Regions from separate parts of the Bicyclus anynana genome. Here region 2 is linked to region 1. A link is a contact called in public Hi-C data. All regions are on one chromosome and are shown on one strand. The core of a region is the stretch at or near the end of the contact, and the rest is flanking DNA. Distances in the headings are between cores, read along the strand shown. Region 1 overlaps LOC128198436 (a long non-coding RNA gene). Region 2 overlaps LOC112057786 (homeobox protein abdominal-B).

Region 1 (6,504 bases), core at 329-2,828:
GGTGGTGATACCACAAACTTAACAACTTCATTGGGCTGAAAATTTTATAAAAAAAAAATCTTGGAAAAAAGAAGTTCATTATTTTATAGATTAATCCAAGTACCGCGTGAACCGAAATCACATGCTTAGGTAGGTACTATTGAACCAGGCAGTAGATATAAACATTAATTAACTCCTCTATGATCGCTTATACACACGTTCAAGTTTGCATGAGACAAAATTTATCAAGTTGACCGAATGCAGATTTAATTTGGAGAATATTTTATCTAGGTACAACTAGAATTAATCTATATTTCAATCTAAATATAAATCTAGATATAATAATAATATAAACTCTACATCTAAAAAATAATGGTAATATGAACATGGCACGTTACCAATCATTGTGTGTATGTATTTACCTAAGTATAAACTAAGTTTTTGTACACGTTACAGTGAAGACGGACGGACTCAAAAAACGATTCATAAAACTTAGGTAATGGGCACGCGCACATTCCTCACCCGGCTGCCACACTATGCTTCTCGTGCTGCCGCGATAATGTCTTGCCGAGCCACATACTTTACTCGCGGAATTACTCGCGCGCGGAACGCTATGCGGCAAGACGAGTAACGCCATATAACTTCCCTGCTTACTTTCCTCGCTACTTCCCGCGAGACTTGGGTAGTCTGGCTATGGCATTACATAAAATAGAACGCGTATAGTTACCCAAGTATAGGTAGTAGGTATATCTATCGCATGTAGCTTATTATTATAGTGTGATAAATTATAATTATCTATACTAGGTACTCTGAGTAGGATTCAACCAATTAATTAAGTCTCGAAATTTATAACGAAAATATATGATATATTTTCACATATTAATATCTAAGTAGGTCTTTATAATTTAGTATAAGGATAAACTCATTACAATAATAAGTTGCAAAGGTAAAAAAAATAGAATAATAAGTTGCAAAGGTAAAAAATATCAGCGTAGGACCTTGTTTGTGTAATTTTTATTTGTGAATATTTAAATTTTTATTCAATTTAGAGAACATGTTATCTACAGCTAGAATTAATCTAGATTTAAATCTAAATATAAATCTAGATATAGTAAAAAAAAATAAAAGTATCAGCGTAGAACTTTGGTTGTATAGTTTTTATTTGTGAATATGTTTTTATCCAACTACCTACCTACTTTTAAAAAACTTAAGACCTAACTAAAATTTGTCAGCTTTTTAGAAAATTTTCAACCCTAATGAACTCCAAAAAAGTGTCCCAGTGTTAAAATGGTTGTCAGTAGGTAAATATAGATTACATAATTATTATTTAACTAATGAAGCCTTAGACTATAAATATACGTTTTATGATTTTGTCTACAACTAGTCAAGCTAATAAAACTTAAAATGTAGTGAAACTTAAAAGTCGCGCCATCTACTGGCAGTGGAGACTAAAACTCTCGCATTGAAATACATTGACAGAAACAACGTGTTCACACACACTACTACGCTTTATTTACCGCGTCCTACTATACTGATAAGACAGTGACAATGTGTGCGTAGAGACCACTCGTAGAGCTCTATATTTACGCGACGTCTACACAATGTGTGCCTGTAGTTGTAGTAAACGTAAAGCCGGTACACCCACACAGTCAAAAGAGTTCAACGAGAGTAAAGCAAACAAAAGCCAAGCTAGGAACTGACTGCTAGCGACATCTAGTTGAGGCAAATGAAACTAAACTGCTACGGAGCTTTTGTATAAAGTTGCATCTGCAATTTTGTATTTGGATATATTTTTAACAATATGACGAATAAAACTAATTTTTAAATCTTTGTATTTGGAAATTACACACTACGAGTATATCCAATTACCACTATTTAATAAAAAAATCTCAGTTCATATTTATTTGTTTCTAGTAAATTTTGCTTTTTGAGTTTTGTTGTCGTTTTTTTGTGAGTGATTACATAAAAAATACAAAACTTTCTTCTTTATAATATTAGAGTAGATTATTGTTTTCGATATAAAAGAAAGATTATCCAATTACAGTCAAGTCTTTGTCATTTCAAACCGTCGGCAAAATTTATACTATATAGTTTATACATGATGCTATATATACAGGATAATTTCTTGTTAATAATATCGTTTGACTTCGGTACTATTTCATAGCTATTGACGATGACGATGGAAATTTCTTGTCGGAATTTTTTCCTGATTGTTTTCTTACTTGATTATTTTCTTATGGTAATGAACATACGACATACTATATTATACGTTTAGCTAGATAACACTTGAATTAAAAAAACGTAAAATCTAACTGTGTTGTTTTATTTAACCTGGTGTCACATAAAGTATTTCATGATATCCAAAGTAAACAAAATAATTTTAATTTTTAATGGTTGATCGTTCAAAACTAAAATAAAGCATCATTTCGTAGATGACGTAGGAACGTAGTAAATTCGCGTTTTGCCAAATCAAAACAAAGCAAAGCAAATCTTTGGAACACGTTTCGACGTGATGGTTTATGATACCTACCTACTAAAGAACAAAAATTAGAAGATTAATTTGTGTTTTAATGTGTATTATAAAACGGGAACCATGGATTTTTGCTGGATAAAAAGTAGCTTATGTCCAAAATCCACTTTATCTCTAAACCTACTAAATTTCATGTAAATCGGTCAGCATTTCAGCCGTGAAAAGGCAATATACAGACAGACAAACATACTGTCGCATTTATAATATTAGTATGGATGATGTAAGATCATAAAAAAAAACATTAATTGAACAATCTTAAAATTTTCAGATACGATCTTATACGCGGCTACCGGAACTTAAAATAGAACTTTATCAAATACTTACTTCGAGTAGAATGAAGTTGGGTTCATTTGAATAACAGTATTTGGGGCATAATAAATAGTTGGTAACGTTTTTTGTTAATTGAGTATTCGTATTTAATATGATAAAAAAAAATATCCCCATAAATAGACAAAAAAAATATTTCTTAGTTCTGCTAAATTAAAATACAAAGTGTCTTGAGCCAAAATATAATCATTTGCTTTATAATGAGGAATAATTTAACATACATAATTATTCACATCAGTCAGTACTAAGCAGTGATATGTTATTGCATCTAGAGAGTTCTAGTGAACTAGACAAAACAGTAAAACTTGGGATGAAAATATTAGCTGTTGTCGATAAATTAATGTTATATTATAATAATGTATAAGTTAGTGTATTTAGATAAAAAAAATATCCTGTTTTTTATTACGAAATTTGCGGCTACTGCAATTTTTTTTAATTTTGCGAGACTGTATTGTGTGACAAGACCTTTAAAATATGGTTTCTAGAAAGGAGTGCTGGTTGTACTTTATCTGACTGGCTTCTACGTAGCCGCTCAGATAGCCGTAAAATTAAAATGTCTCTTGGTGGGAAGTATGTCTTTACTGTAAGACTACAACTAACTAGTCTTGGCCGAAGGCACTAAATATTATTGTAATTAAGTATTTTTACCTAAGTGATTTTCTTAATTTAGTCAATAAATTTGAATTGCCTAAATAAATCTTAGTTGCTAAATTGTATTTTTTTTTATTTTATTAACTACCTTAACAAACAATTCTCTAGCGGTTATAACACTTCACTGGCGCAATATCATTAAAGCTTCTACAATAATCAAGTTATCTAAAGATGGTATCGCAATGTAAATGAATTACTTGTTCTATGATTCTTGTTGGAATTGGAATTGTGATGAAATAAAGTCTACTTAATGTGCATAGAATGATTACCTGTTCTAGCTACATTAACATATCGCTCATTTGCAACAACATTGACATTTCTCAAAAACTACTGTTTTACAGGAGAGCATTTTCAATGTTTATAATTCGATTTACGGGAGATAATCTTAATTTTTGTTGTTTTTATAGATTAAACATGACAAAGTGATTATCATTTTATATAACAAAAGAATAAAACTTTAAGTTTCATATTTATTCAAAGTGATACGAAGGTTTTTGTGACACCGGGTATCACTAGTGTCATTATTGCAGATAAACAAAATATTTTTTTTTAATTATGTAGGCTTATGACGCTATACACGATAAAATTTTCTTCTTTTAGAGTCGATAGTTAGTAATTATCACAAAAAATGCCGATATAGAAAGAAATATTTATTGACGTTTGGAATAAAGAAAATCAAGAACATAGTAGTTTAAAGTATTAAATCGGTAAAATCAACAATTGGCAACTTCTAACTATCGTTATTATTACAGGAATGGCACAAAGTAAAGAGACACAAGTTCCTAAGTCATAAACTCCTCTGGTGGCATTTGACTCGTCTCAAACATAGCATTCTGCCTTGTTAGTTTTTAAATCACAAATGGTAAAATTTAAAACATTTAACTTGCTTAAGCTTTTTCTTCTCAACATAATTGTTTTTCTTTCAAATTGTTCTCGTGGTCATCTTTTCTATTTTCTTTATCATCCGTATAAATAGTATATTAAACTCCTGGGTAAATATTTTATAAAATATAACATAATTCCCATAAGGCTAGTTCTTTTGCTTTTGAGCTTCAACGTAATTACTGTAAATATCACCTATTTTCTTACTTCCGTCTATGAAAACCCTTGTTGTATTGACTCTCGTTTAATGGGACTCTATTTTTAGTATAGCCTTTATATAATTTCGTATGCTGTCTCCCTTTATGACGTCGTCTAGTTTTGGGTGCTTGTTATGTGTACCTCAGATATCATCAGCGAATATATAATTGGCCAAAAGCCTGAAGACAAACGTCTTCGAACAGTTTAGCTTTTTAATCACATTTCCCCGCCAACTAGCTTCATTTTGCTTATGTTTTCTTTCTATTTTAGCTTGGACTTGGAATATTTCGTGATGAAGTTGATGGAATTGCAATTAAATTCTGTAATAATAGGTTAAAAAACTACTTATTTAAATCACTTCAAGTATATAAAAACACTAACCCTCACAATAAGTCTCATCATGAGAGTCTATCTGATGATGAGCTGGACGAAAATCATCGTTATTCTCTTCGTTATCTGAATATTACTAAAAATTATGTTAATTTCAAGTTTTAGTTAAAAATATTGTATCCCACAGTCCCATTACTACAGGCTACAATACCGTTCCAGTAAGGAAATTGTAAATTACTGTGATGAATTACTATAACTATTGTGTAGTAAGTACTTAAAACATAAATAAATACAGTGAAGAAGGTACTCACTGATTTCTGTACAACTTCTTCATTGGTTGTGTTTCTTTTATCGTGCAACGCTAGGATTTTTTTAACTCTCGAGTTTCTTGGAAACGACATTTGTCTGTCTGAAAGTTACATTTTTATTATTAACTAAAACGACGCATAACAATTTATTATTAAAATTTAATTAAAAACTCACTGTTAATTTTATACAATAATGGCTTAATAACAAACATATTTTTGATTTCAATGAATGAAATGTTTTGCTTATTATCAAAAACGACATAATTACGGTTATTATTAGTTGTAATAATAATGTTTTCTGCAGTAACGTCATAACACAAAATATGTCTGTACAGATATTTTAAATATTTATCTGCATGAAAGGCATATTTGATATTGTGACGAAATGCTTAAAAACATTTATGAATAAAGTGTGTTGAACTTACCTGTAAGAACATTCTAATTCAAAAGATGTCCTCCTTCATGAGTACCGTGTAACCGGCCGCTATTTTGCCTCATTCACAACTGAACTTGTGTCACTGTTGTCGCGAGCCGCGAGAGTTAAAGACACAGCGCTATAACGACACTATAAAAAGAATTTGCGCTCCTTTTCTAATAAAAGACCTTAGATAAATGACGTTTTTGCAGCAAATAGAAAATCGAATTTTCTACATAGCTGTATCAATAACTCAATTATCATAAATTTTGAGTTGTGTCAATCTTGTTGCAAATGAGCGATATTTATGAATATTCCAATGACTTCTTTAGGTTACAAAGCATTTTATCTTACAATTTTTTCACTTAATTAATTAGCTATTAGCTCTTTTTAATACTGGTCAACATAAATACTTTGGGTAGGTCTAGGTAAGAACAGAGGTAATTTAAATTTAGTAGTGGTTAATTAATCATCAATAATAAATATACTTAAACAATACACATCACTATCTAGCCCCAAAGTAAGCATACAGAGTAGCTTGTGTTATGGGTGCTAAGATAGTTGATATTATAATATTATATACAATTATATACTACATATAAATACTTATATAATGTATAAATACACACAGACACTGGAAAACACCCATGCTCATCACACAAATATTTTCCAGTTGTGGGAATCGAACCCACGGCCGTGGATGCAGAGGGCAGGGTCACCACCCACTGCGCCACGCGGCCGTCTAAATAATATAATATCAGCCACAGTCCATGCTGTACGAGTATTGATGGAGGTTGGCAAGATTCAGTTGTTTAGGTGACTTTGTAATGATTGGTTATCAATAATAACCGTAATGGAAGGCATATCCTTCTTTTTCAGGCACA
Region 2 (6,176 bases), core at 1,918-4,417, 130 kb before region 1:
TATTACAAAAGTTTTATGTTACGAAAATAAGTAGATAAAATGTATTAAATACATACTTATATATCTGGTACTAAAAACTAAATTTCTATTAAGCATTTCATAGCAATTATTACGGCAAACAATAGTAGATAATTCTCAAAAGAAAACTTCTCTTAACAATTTTACAATAATTCTTTTTTTGAAATAAAACCTAACTAAAGAAATAATTATAGCTTCACGTTTAGGTACTGTGTTGTGTTAAATATTAAATCTGTGCTATTTTGTGTAAGTGTAAAATAAAATAGTAGCGAGTCTACGAGTTTTTATGTAGCAGAGTGCAAATTTATACTTGTAACCTGTAGTGGTAATCCCTATTGTAAAGTCCATAGACACGTATGTAGATACATAACTCGAAAAATCGGCTTATCATCGCTGACAGCTGCCTTTGTGTAAACTTCGTAATTGCTCGTACTTTATAGTTAAGTGTGGGAAATTAGTGAACTCATATTATATTTTGACTTAGCTTTTCAATTATTATAATAATAAGAAATTGTTAACAAGGTCGATAATGTGCTACATGTATGTTTTTACTATTGTCCGTCTGACACATTTTATAGCCGTGTCTTGGGTAAACAGAACATGTACTTACAATAGGTGTGAAATATTGTAAGATTTATCGGGTGTACCCTCATTGTTCCCTTTGACTTTATATGTGAAAAGGAAGGGTGTGCCGCGCCTTTGTACGGTTATAGGTATTACTTCAAGGTCTTTGAGCTTCTTTAGTATATTCTCTACTTTATATTCCCTGTAAGAAATATCATAAATCAAAGATAATTAATTTATTTACTTACAAAATAAATTATATTAGATAAGTAAGATAAGTAGGTAAGTGGTTAGGAAATACTGTAACAAATGTGTCTACACATTGAACGTTTGCTGAAGTAAGGTCAAGAGCTCCGACATTTTGAGTATTTCTCTCGTAAGTAAGAAAATTTTGTCCAAAATATGAGACAGTAGAACACGACCTTGCGATCAACATAAAACAATATATTATAAAGTGTCTAGTACTATGATTATTTGTGGTAAAATTAACAGACGATAAAATTAAGTTTATACTCACAATAAAACGTGAGTGAGTTGCCGTCATAAAGTCTCGACTTTTTTATCGGTGGCAAGTTGGCGATGGTCGGTGACGCTTGCAGTTTGGTTAAACGGCAGTTTATGGCTATTTTGCCTCCATTAATCGCTTTACTACGCACCCGCGCTCAGGAAACCGGCAACCCTTGCCCTGATTCACTTTGATTGTTTTATGATTACAATACTATTTTAGTATTTTGTACGGATTTATAAATATTATACTCATTTTATAACGTTCTATCAAAAGAAAAAAATATATTATGTAGATTAATTAATTTACACTATAATTTTATTAATTAAGTACATCATAAATTGAGTAACTATTGAGATATTAAGTCTACATACAATAAGCTGAAAATAAAGAATAAATATTTAAAAATAAAATAACTTTACGTCGAAGTCTAGCCTTCGATAAAAAATAAAGAGAGCCGAATGTAGAGTCGCTTGTGCGGGCGGGCGGCGCGGCGGTGTGTCCGCCCGCCGCTAGATGGCGTCGCATCGCTTGCCTGTGTGCGCCCGCCGTGCGCCGCACACCGCCGCGCGCCACCACTCCGCGCTCGACCGCGCTGCCGAACGCGCGCTTCGTATTTTTTTTCTCTCCATCCTCGCGATCACATTACGATACGCTCGCGACTTCATTCTCGCCGATAGGAAACTACGATCAGTGCTTTGCAGAACTTTTCCTTTGAGATCCGTCTCTGTTCGGAGGACTGTTTGACGTTAATTTTTTTTTGTTAATCTAATATTTAGAACTGTTTCGTGCTACCTGGACTTAATTTTGATAAGATCACACTGACTGACCGCTACGTCGAAACGTAGACGTGCAGTTTTCCGAATATTTTCCAAGAGTGTCGGGTCGCCGCGGTCGTCTCTCGTCCGGCCAGCAAGCTAAATTGGGAACCGCGTTTTGACTTTCATGTGCCGCTGCGTGGTCGCGTGTGCGCGTGGTGCGATGTGCCCGCGACGCGCGTGAACTGCCGGCCCGCTCCTGCTCACCCGTGGCTTGCCCGGCCGCCACCCTGTACCCTGACAACCATGTCGGGGGCCTCGGCGCCTGCGACGGGGCCGCCGTGTCGCCAGCGCCCGCCTCCGGGCACTCCACCGGCCAGGCCTGGTGGAGCATGATGAACGGCGTGGGCGGCGCGCTGTACGAGGAGGCGCACGCGTCGCCCCCGGGGGGCTCCCCGCCGGCCGCGCCCGCCGCCGCGCCGCCGTCCGCGTCCAGCGCCTCGCCGGCGTCCGTGGGCTCCAACCCGCCGCAGCCGCTGCACATCCCGGCCAAGCGCTACGAGCCCGAGCCCGGCGTCATCCGCCACGCGCAGCAGTCGTGGGGCTACCCGCCCGACGCGCCCGCACCCTTCGAGCACCAGTACCCGGCCGGGCCCACGTACTACAACCTGCCGGTGGAGCGCGAGCGCAAGGCGGGCCTGCCCTTCTGGCCCGGCGGCGGCGAGTACAAGCCCTACGCGGACGGCTGCCACCAAGGCTTCACGCAGCCGTGCTGGAACTACCCGTACGGGGCGCCGCGCGGCGACCAGCCGCTGCCGTACGTGGGCGAGGAGCGGCGCACCGCCGTGTCCGAGGCGTCCGGCTTCTCGCACGACGCGTACGGGCTGCGGAACTACGCGCCGGAGTCCGTGTCCAGCGCGCCCTACCCGCCGCCCAGCGCGCTGCCTGGTCAGTATCGCTACAGCTAATCTAGATTTATAAACAACTTCGACCCGTGAGCACACGTTTTCTTCGACGTCCGGTCACGGCACCGTAATGTTTGTAATCTTTACCAAACTTATCGAAGGCACATGTGCTAGGAAAACATTTCTTAAATTTGTAAACAAATAGTTCTGTGAAGTCTCAAGGTTCGAACGTGTTTATTACGTATGTAGTCAATTAATATCATGGTAATGACTTTATTAAAATCTCACAGGGACAGATGAATATATTTTGTAAATAAATAATTTATGATGAGTTTATCAACCTTGACCCTTGTGGGTGTGGGTGGCACTGCTGGCCGCTAGATGGCAGGCGCGACGACGTGCACACACTCAGCTCCAGCCGGATCCATGTGTGCGTGCGTTGGTGTGCGTGCCGCACACCACTGTACGTGTCGTCCGTGTGGGTTGTAAGTTTATCATTATCAGCGTCATGCAATGCTGCAGTGGCTGCAGTTTCGTATTCTTTATTTCCTTGCAACTATGTAGGTAAGTATATTATTTGCTCAGAAATTGATGATTATATTTTGAAAAGGTGTCTATTTTTAGAATGCAGAGACCTGCAATAGGTAAGAAGGTACAAATATAGAAAGCCAAAAATGTTGTTATCTAAACATCTAAAAGGTAGTCGTTCGTATTAGGTAATGTAGAGTCAATTTTGGGTATATTATTGTTCGAGTGTAAAACGTAAAAAGACGACGCGAAATCAAAGTATTTTCCCACAAGGCACCATAAATCTGATGAATGAACGAAACACGTGCTACGAATGTATAAAAACGAGCCGTAAGCATCGTTTAATAGGCAATGTTAAACGGCGCTATACAACCGGCGATAAATTAAAGTTTACGTAAAATAAAGCGCCAATAAAAATGTATAACTAATAAATAAACACGATACCTGGGCGTTAAGACAATAAACTGACGATCTTTGAGTGGTGGCAATAAACCAAATATTGCCACAATAAACACTGTTTAGGCTGATGAGGCGATAAAAAACAAACTAGAGCCTGGGGGCGAGGAACACACTGTACACGAGACTTACGCTACAGCCGTAGATGTATATCAGTTTTATGATATCGTAAAACCGCGACTACGTCATAGACGTGCAATGATAATACTGGTTTCTTCCCCAAATCGCTAGTAAGTAGTAATTAGGCAGCCTCGACTGTCAATATGAGAGCAATAAAAAGGCTCCATTCATAAACGGACGACGCTAGTTCGCTTTCGATCGCCGCCTAACCATAAAGATGGGTTTATCGCGCCTCTGTTACAGCAGAGGTGTAACTTGACATAATTTTGCGTAAAACGTACTATATAATGGGCCATTAAAAGGAAACAATTGTTGAAAAAGTTATGCGAGTGTTCACGTCACTTTATGATTGTGTGTTTATGGCCCACCTGAGGTTGACATTGACTTTGATTTGTGCATTTATGGCTTACGAACGGTTTGAAGAACAGTTATGCTCTGTTCGGAGCCTTACTTCGCGCAAGCCGGTTTGATTTTCATTCGCGATCGTGGTTTCTTAGCGTATATCTGGCGCAGTTTTGTACGCGTATAATTTATAGTTGGCAGGTTCTGAATTTATTTCAAGTTTGGATCAATTAGGGATTTTTAATTTGGTTTCAAACTGATATGGATTGACTTTCGATACCACATGCAGACAAAGATGTAGTGCCAAGCGATCTAGCGTCATAGTAAGTCTGCCTTGTGAGATCCAGTCTACATTGTATAAATAAACAAAATCAAACCCTCTTCATGAGCTAGAAATAAAGACACATGTAGATAACATATTATTATGCATAAGTTCTAATAAATGCTTTCTATCTGGTTTCATTACTGGTTAGATTGTGTGACTTTCTACAGCCTAGGTGCCTAGTATAGTCTAGCCTTTTACTTTCAGCAAAGAGATAAATCAATCAATATTGATATATTATAGGGTAGTCTTTATTAAATTCTCGTCATCAGGATTAAATTTAGTGGTCGAGGAATTCTTCTGTCTGCATTCTGGTTCCATCATCAGATCAGCTCCTTCGCAAATTATTGCATTATCAGACTTTACCAAATGTCTGCTCAATTATATTTCATAGCCAACCAGCGTAGTTTTCATTCTCAAAATCAATTTAGTAGTTTCAGAGCTTATTTATAACAAACAAAAAAGAAATCTCTTTATAATATTACTTGAGATTTTATCAACAATTTTTTATAATAAATTGAATTATCAATATTGATCCGGAAAAAGCAAACGTACTAACAAAGCAATTTTAATAAAAGCTTCGGAAATGTCCCGTTTAATTAGCAAGCATACAGATTTAGCATTTCTTTAAAACAGTACAACATGCATTGCTAAATAACCCTCTCATTTCAAAGCCATAACCGGAATGACAGAAACAAAATGCGAGCCGACAACGTAAGATTTTGGACCTTAAGCCGTTGGAACAAGCGGGTGTATTTTATCAAAGGACTTGCCCGCGGTCTGGTAGGTAACTTTTATGGGCGAACGGAACCCGCACATTTATTGCCTCTGATCGCTACCTATCCCCACGTAATTGACAACTCCACTCGTCATTATGTCCTCTTTAAACAATTGTTGCTTTCCATAGACGATACTTGGGTTGGAAACTTATATTCTTCATTCATAAAAATCATAACAATTGATACTGACTGTATCAGGTACCTACTACTGCTAAGACTATTTAAACTTAGTTTTCTTTATAGGTTATTAAAACGCTATTATTAATTGGAACCTTCTCTCTCAAATTAAACACCAATATTTGTGCTACTTTTAAACAATTGTTGCTTTCCATAGACGATACTTGGGTTGGAAACTTATATTCTTCATTCATAAAAATCATACTACTGCTAAAGACTATTTTAACTTAGTTTTCTTTATTGTTTAATTTAACACAATTTTTATTAATTGAGAGGTCAGTCTCCTTCTGTCTCAAATTAAAAACAAATATGTATAAACTTTGAATGAAGAATATACCCAAAGTTGAAAACTTATATTGCTGACTGTATTTGCTACTGCTAAAGAATATTTAAACTTAATTTCTTTATTGATTAATATTACATAATTTTTATTAATTGGAACGTTAGTCTCTTTCAGTCTCAAATTAAAAAATATGTATAAGTTACCTTTAAATAATTGTTTCTTTCCATTGACGATACTTGGGTTGAAAACTTATATAATTATCGGCACATATTATATTACACATTTCTATTAATTGAATTGTTAGCCTCGGTCTTCCACTTTCTTGAAAATACGAGTCTACGAAATTTTATATAAAATTAATTTGAATACTTTTCGTTTTAACCTACGTAGAAACGTAAAGGGGGTGGATTTCATCCTAC

Evidence for each region. A called contact is a pair of places that touch in the nucleus more often than the background predicts.
Region 2: a Hi-C map of whole body shows a contact between it and region 1, with 4 times the contacts expected there. The contact joins two enhancer-like sites. A contact is called at or near these places in 2 of 2 Hi-C or Micro-C datasets (whole body and whole larva).

Annotation. Positions count from the first base shown.
Region 1 is chr10:6,352,910-6,359,413 of ilBicAnyn1.1, reverse strand. The region is part of intron 1 of LOC128198436 (a long non-coding RNA gene); the gene reads right to left. Among protein-coding and RNA genes, the nearest start is that of LOC128198436, 25 kb to the right of the region's middle. Within about 2 kb of position 1,578, at least 8 of the 8 cell types and tissues checked have open chromatin away from gene starts, as enhancers often do.
Region 2 is chr10:6,482,407-6,488,582 of ilBicAnyn1.1, reverse strand. LOC112057786 (homeobox protein abdominal-B) reads left to right here. Exons shown (of 7, transcript XM_052883841.1): 6 at 2,197-2,793. The coding sequence starts at 2,238. Among protein-coding and RNA genes, the nearest start is that of LOC112057794, 62 kb to the left of the region's middle. Within about 2 kb of position 3,167, at least 8 of the 8 cell types and tissues checked have open chromatin away from gene starts, as enhancers often do.